Linked DNA regions of Ovis canadensis: region 1 is linked to region 2. The links are chromatin contacts, called in public Hi-C maps. All regions are on one chromosome and are shown on one strand. Each heading gives the region's core, a stretch centred on a gene start, on an enhancer-like site or on the middle of the called end of the contact. The rest is flanking DNA. Distances are from core to core; before and after follow the strand shown. Region 1 holds the start of DPF2 (double PHD fingers 2). Region 2 overlaps POLA2 (DNA polymerase alpha 2, accessory subunit).

Region 1 (2,844 bases), core at 109-2,608, 46 kb after region 2:
TGTGTTCAGCTTCAGTGCTCACACACTGTCTTAGCTCAGGATGTTGTAACAAAGTACCATAGACAACAGATATTTATTTCTCACAATTCTGGAGGCTGGGAAATCCAAGATCAAGGTGCCAGCAAATTTGGTTCCTGGTGGAAGTCCACTTCCTAGCTTGTGGACATCTGCTTTCTTGCTGGGTCCTCACATGGCCTTTCCTCACAGATAGATCTCCAGCTGCTTCTTCTAATGAGGGCACTAATTCCACCATGAGAACTCCACCCTCAGATTGCATCTAAACTTAATTACCTCTGAAAGATCCCACCTCCAAATATTATCAGACTTAGTGGGTAGGACTTAAACATATGAATGTGGGGCTGGGAGCTTCCCTGGTGGTTCAGACAGTAAAGAATCTGCCTGCAATGCACGAGACTGGGGTTTGATCCCTGAGTTGGGAAGATCCCTTTAGGAGGGAATGGCTACCCACTCCAGTGTCCTTGTCTGGAGAATTCCATGGGCAGAGGAGCCAGATGGGCTACAGTCCATGGGGTCGCAGAGTCGAACACAACTGACCAACTAACACTTCTACTTTTCACATTCATGCTGAAACACATACTTTTGAATTCTTTTGGTATCACCTTTGATTCCCACAATCATTTGGGGAACAAGAGTGCAACAGTATTGTCCCTAGGTTTTCCTTCCAAGCTGCTGACATCTATTCTGCAAATTTGGTGCAGGGTAAACAATGACAAATACCACTCAACTCTCATCTGCCAAACCTGATTTTAAGGCACAATGATGGTAAGATGTGTCCTGATTCCGAAATACTAAAATGGGGGGAGGGCAGAGAATATGTGCATCTTAGAATTGATGAAATACGGCATATTACCAGGATCAAAGACCAAGCCCTGGGGACTCTGACGGGTCTAGGTAGATGTGAGGACAGAGAGCCAGTAAAAGAAGCTGAAGGAGCTGGCAGTGTGATAGGCAGCCAGCCAGGACAGTGTGTGTCTCAGAGATGAGTTTGAAAAAGAAGTGACTGGCCAGTGTTGTCATGAGGGCTGATAGGCTGATAAAGACAGGGAGATCTCGAAATCTGTTGAAATGGAGATCGTGGTGTCTTTGTTAGATGTTTCAATGAACTGATGAGAACAAAATCCCCATTAAACTGGGCAGAGAGACACTTGGAAATAAATCAGCAGGGATAGTAAGTATAAACAAGAATACGTGCTCTGAAAGGGTGAAAAGAAAGAGGGTGATAAAGGCAGAAAGGGCTTAAGGAAGGGCTCTGATATTTTTTAAAGAGGATATTAAGCCATGTTTGCAGATGAATTTGCATGATTCAATAGTGAAGGAGAAGTGAATGGTACAGGAGAGGAAGTTGCAGGAGAGAAGTTCTTCAGAGGAGGACAAGAGCTTAGGGGTAGGAAGCAGGGGAGAAGAGGTGGAGATCAATTAAGTTGGTGGCAGGAAGGTGGGGGAACTTTTGTCAGACCCAAATATTCAGGCCAAAGATCTGCCAGGTTCTTGGAGTTAATATTTCTCTCACTAAAGTGGCCAGCCCAAGAGGAGTGTGCACTGCTCTTACCTTCGGCTACCCACCAACCCTGAGTCTGTACGTGAGGGCAAAGGGTTATTAACCACGAGGTTAAAGGTCAGCGAGGTAACAGGACGCATGACCTCCATCTAGACCACCTCTGGGCTTGCCAGTTCTCACCAACCTCTCACCTTCTCATTTATGGACCTGGTCAGATCCTCTCCCTTCTACCTTCTCACTAAACGGATGAGGCAAAACTGGAGCAGAAGCCTCGGGGCGCGCGCCCGCCTCCATTGCGCCTGCGCACTCGTCCCTGGATTTCCAGGCCGGGGAGAACCGGCCAGAAGCTCATTCTCCGTCGCTCGCTCTCGGGCGCACGCGCCCCGGTGGCGCCTGCGCAGAAGGACAAGGAAATTGGTTCCCTTTGCGGTCCCAGCGCCTGCGCGCTGCGGGCTCCGGGCCTCCCGGCCTGAGGGAGAGAAGCCGGGAAGATGGCGGCCGTGGTGGAAAATGTAGTGAAGCTGTGAGTGGCCGTTTCTTTCTCTTCTAGCCTGGGAGGTCTTGTAGGGGACCTGGAAGCAGGGGGCGGTGTGGGAACGGACGAGGCGGAGAGAGGGACGTGCCCAGAGAGGCCGTGTTGCGACTCCTAGAGGGGAGGGCAACAGGAGACTCGGGAAAGACGTTGCGCTTCTTTGGAAACTTGTGGAGGCCCTGAGGGGGGCACACGGGAGCCCCTGACGGGCAGCCTCCCTGTGGGGCTGGGCGCTCCTTCAGGCGGAAGGTTTCCAGAGTATGGCGCCCTTGTTGCGTACGGCACACGGTCCCGGCTTCGCCTCCGTCCGGGAGAGCGGGGCCGACCCCCGCGAAGCCTGGCCGCCGGCCCCTCCCCGTCGGCTGCCCGCAGCGGGCCCCGGAGGAGCAGGCTCGGCCGCCCTGGCGCCGTTAAGCGCTCAGGGCTGTTTTGTTCTGAACAGCCCCGTGACGTTCCTGGGCGGGCGGGGGCGGGGGTGGGGTGGTCCTTGAGTATCAGGTACCCGAGACCAAAAATATTCCTGGGGAGAATTTGTGGAAGAGCAAGATCCAGAGGGAAAGAACTTCAGGGAAGAGGGGCTTGGCGCCGGCCAGTCCCAGCCATCGGAAAGTGGGCACTGGACGGACGCAGTCCAGGACGCCCTGGCCGCCCCGAGGGGCATCTGGGTCGACCGTCTTCGCTCTGCAATACTCTTGGACTGGGCAGATTTCAAGCAAAGTTAAAGTTCATGGTTGTTTGGCAGACTGAGAATGGCCTGTTAGCTGTGAGTTAAAGATGCTTTGGGACTTGATTT
Region 2 (3,103 bases), core at 360-2,859:
CCACAGTTCCAGGCTCCGATGATATTCTAACAAGTGCTAAAAATTCATAAGAAAGAAAATAGTACTCGAAACTGGCTCTTTAATCAATTCAGAGTTTGGGTTTTCTTTTACTTTGTTAGTTTTAAGCCAGGGGAAGACCTTTTAAACTGCGTCTCTGTGTCTAAGCTTTTCTAAACACGTTTGGTATTCCTCAACCCCCCTCATTCCTGAAATTCCTTAAAGGTCCAGAATGTCCAACCCCATTAAGCTGATTAGATTTATAAAATGTGAGGCCAGGCTGGCATGCCTCCAATCCCAAATTTCCAAGAGGTAGCCTCATCTTAGACTCCTCTCTCCTTTTAGATATGAACGCGGTAACGTTGATGTCTTTTGCTTCCAATCAGTGCTACTCCCCCTCAGAAATACAGCTCAAGAAGTAACCGGGGAGAAGTGGTTACCTCCTTTGGCTCGGCACAGGGCGTGTCTTGGTCCGGGAGTGGAGGAACTAGTCACCTCAGCCTGAAGGTCTTGGGACATCCAGAGCCGCTCACCCGGAGCTACAAATACATGTTTCAGAAGCTCCCAGACATTCGAGAAGGTATTTGTTTTTCCCTTTGACACCTGGAAGGGCTTGAATCAGTAACAAAGTATCAGCTAGGCTGGTAGAACAAGTTCAAGGTTGCCTTTGATTGATAGATGTCCTCTGGGCACCCCTATTAGGAAACAGATATAAGATGACCACTCTCAATAATTCTCCCGAATCACAATCACTTTGCTAAGAAAAAGCACATAACCATTTCCCAGTAACAGCCGCTTGAACTGTGTAAAGGAAGCCAATTACAGTGTTAAAGGAAGCGGAGACATTTATGGCTTCTTCCTTGGAAAGACTGGAAGGCTCTTCGGGTTGTTCTTGGCTTCCCTGAAACCCCCCTGACCACCTGAGTAAGAGGGAGGGTGGGGAGGGAGCCAGGCTGACCTTGGGACTGTGACCTCATCCGTGACCCCCTCCCTCCCCCCACCATGGCCAAATGGAAGGCCGGGTTCAGCAACCAAATATCGGGCAATTGGCTCGGGCTTGAGAAACTTACAGACCGGCTGGTGTCCTCGGCTGCCTGCCTGCTTCTGTAAAATGACTGACTTTAATGTTTTACAAGGTGCTATGTTTTCTCTGCTTGGCAAGTAAAATGTCTTAAACATGCTTTTTCCCTCTGGGATTTCAGTTCTGACCTGTAAGATAGAAGAACTTGGCAGTGAACTCAAGGAACATTACAAGATTGAGGCTTTTGCTCCCATTCTAGTCCCAGCACAGGTAAGAGTTGTTCTAATAGTCTTTTCTGATGGATATTGTTTTATTAAATCAATGATGAAAAGTCAGCCTCTGGCTTCCTTTTCACTAACTGTCTACCTTCTAGTTAGAACATCTACCTTGGATGAATTTGGTAAAATGGGTTGTAAGTGCTGCCTGGTTTTGTGACCAGATTAAGTCGTTTTCTTTGCGCTTGAGTTAGAGTCTTGCATGTAAACAAGATTGAGGGCCTTAAGCATTCAAGTGTCAGGATATGAGAACAGCAGCAAAGTGAGGATTTCCAGAAACAGTGACTCATGGTCTTTCCCCTTCTTTGGTCTCTGTCATCAGGGATCAAGTACTATGAACAGCGTCTGCGTCATAGTTTAATCTGGCTCGTGCACAGTGCTTTCTCTCTAGCGTGTACTTTAAGGGGAGATGTGTTCTCAGAGTTTCTTTACGGGGCCTCTGTCACATATTTGCATTCAGAGGAGAATGGCCAGCTGGGGAAGATATGCAAAACCATGTCATATAAGGAAGATTTGGGGGAGTTGGGAGGAAATAGTGGAGGGGAGGCTGGGTTGTACGATCTCTTGGGGAAAGATTAGACTTCCTCGGTTTGCCCCCGGGAGTGAGAACAGGATAGAGGAAGCCACCGAGAGAGGAATTTCAGCTCAGTTTAATGAAGAACTTCCTGTTACAAGGCGGTATGGTGTGTGGTTAAAGGATATGGCCCTGGAGCCAAACATCTGGGCTTCAAACCCACACTTTGCCCACTGTTTGACCTTGATTAAATTATCTAACCTTTCTGCTGCTGGTTTTTCTCATCTCTAGTATGGATGCAATAATAATATCCACCTCACGGTTATTGTGAGAGTTAAGTGAGTTGATACATGTAAGCCTTTAGAACGGTGCCTGGTGTTTAGTGAGCCCAGTAAACCAGAGCTGTCATTAACAGTTATTCAGGAGATGTGTGAAGAAAGAAATGGCAACCCACTCCAGTATTCTTGCCTGGAAAAGTCCATGGACGGAGGAGCCTGGCGGGCTGCAGTCCATGGGTTTACATGACTGAGCACGCATGCCTGAGGAAGGTGGAGGGAGATGGATGGGTTGGTAGCGATAAGCTGCTGGAACTTAAAAAAAGAGAGAGAGAGATGTGGTGAGTGGGCTGCTGGTGGGGACAGTGGGCTTGGGGGCAAGTTCCCCTTCACTGGAGATGCTGTGTCAGACAGCCACTTAGAGGGACTGAGGCATTAGATGGTGGGCAGGCTAGATGCCCTTTAAGGGTCCTTTCACCCCGGGAGCCAGTGATGATACTTGTGGTCATCTCGGGCTCAAAGTGATCCGCCGCCCAGAACATGAGTGCTGTTGTTCGATGTCTGTTTTGCTCTCCATCGTGCAGACCAGATTTTAAGCTCCTGTGTCCCAAAGACTGTTGTTCTCCTGTGTGTCTCGGTAGGAGCCCGTTACCCTGCTAGGCCAGATCGGCTGTGACAGCAACGGGAAGCTGAACCACAAGTCGGTGATTCTGGAGGGAGATCTGGAACATTCCTCAGGCACTCAGATTCCAGTGGATCTATCTGAGCTCAAAGAATATTCTCTATTTCCTGGACAGGTGAGATCAGGGGCGTGTCTCCCCTCTGGGTGCGGCTATGCTATGTGCTCCTGGTGTGTGTAGTGGACTGTGGCCAGGTGCCCCACACTTTTGACCTCTGATGCCAAGAGGTGTAACTGGAGCTCAGGCGCCGGAGTGGACGCCAGTGTGGGGGTTCCGATCCCCTGTGTGCTGCGACCTTGGCTCTGGGATCTGCTGCCAGATTTCAACCCCAGCTCCACCCC

Evidence for each region. A called contact is a pair of places that touch in the nucleus more often than the background predicts.
Region 1: a Hi-C map of fibroblasts shows a contact between it and region 2, with 5 times the contacts expected there. The contact joins the promoter of DPF2 here to the enhancer-like site in region 2. A contact is called at or near these places in 2 of 2 Hi-C or Micro-C datasets (fibroblasts and lung).

What each region holds. Positions count from the first base shown.
Region 1 is chr21:59,804,804-59,807,647 of ARS-UI_OviCan_v2, forward strand. DPF2 (double PHD fingers 2) reads left to right here and starts at 1,359. Exons shown (of 11, transcript XM_069566422.1): 1 at 1,359-2,042. The coding sequence starts at 2,011.
Region 2 is chr21:59,758,247-59,761,349 of ARS-UI_OviCan_v2, forward strand. It overlaps POLA2 (DNA polymerase alpha 2, accessory subunit), which reads left to right. Exons shown (of 19, transcript XM_069566448.1): 7 at 384-577; 8 at 1,200-1,288; 9 at 2,724-2,879. Among named protein-coding and RNA genes, the nearest start is that of POLA2, 13 kb to the left of the region's middle. Within about 2 kb of position 1,610, the one cell type or tissue checked has open chromatin away from gene starts, as enhancers often do. A contact at or near this core is called in fibroblasts, where this site is marked.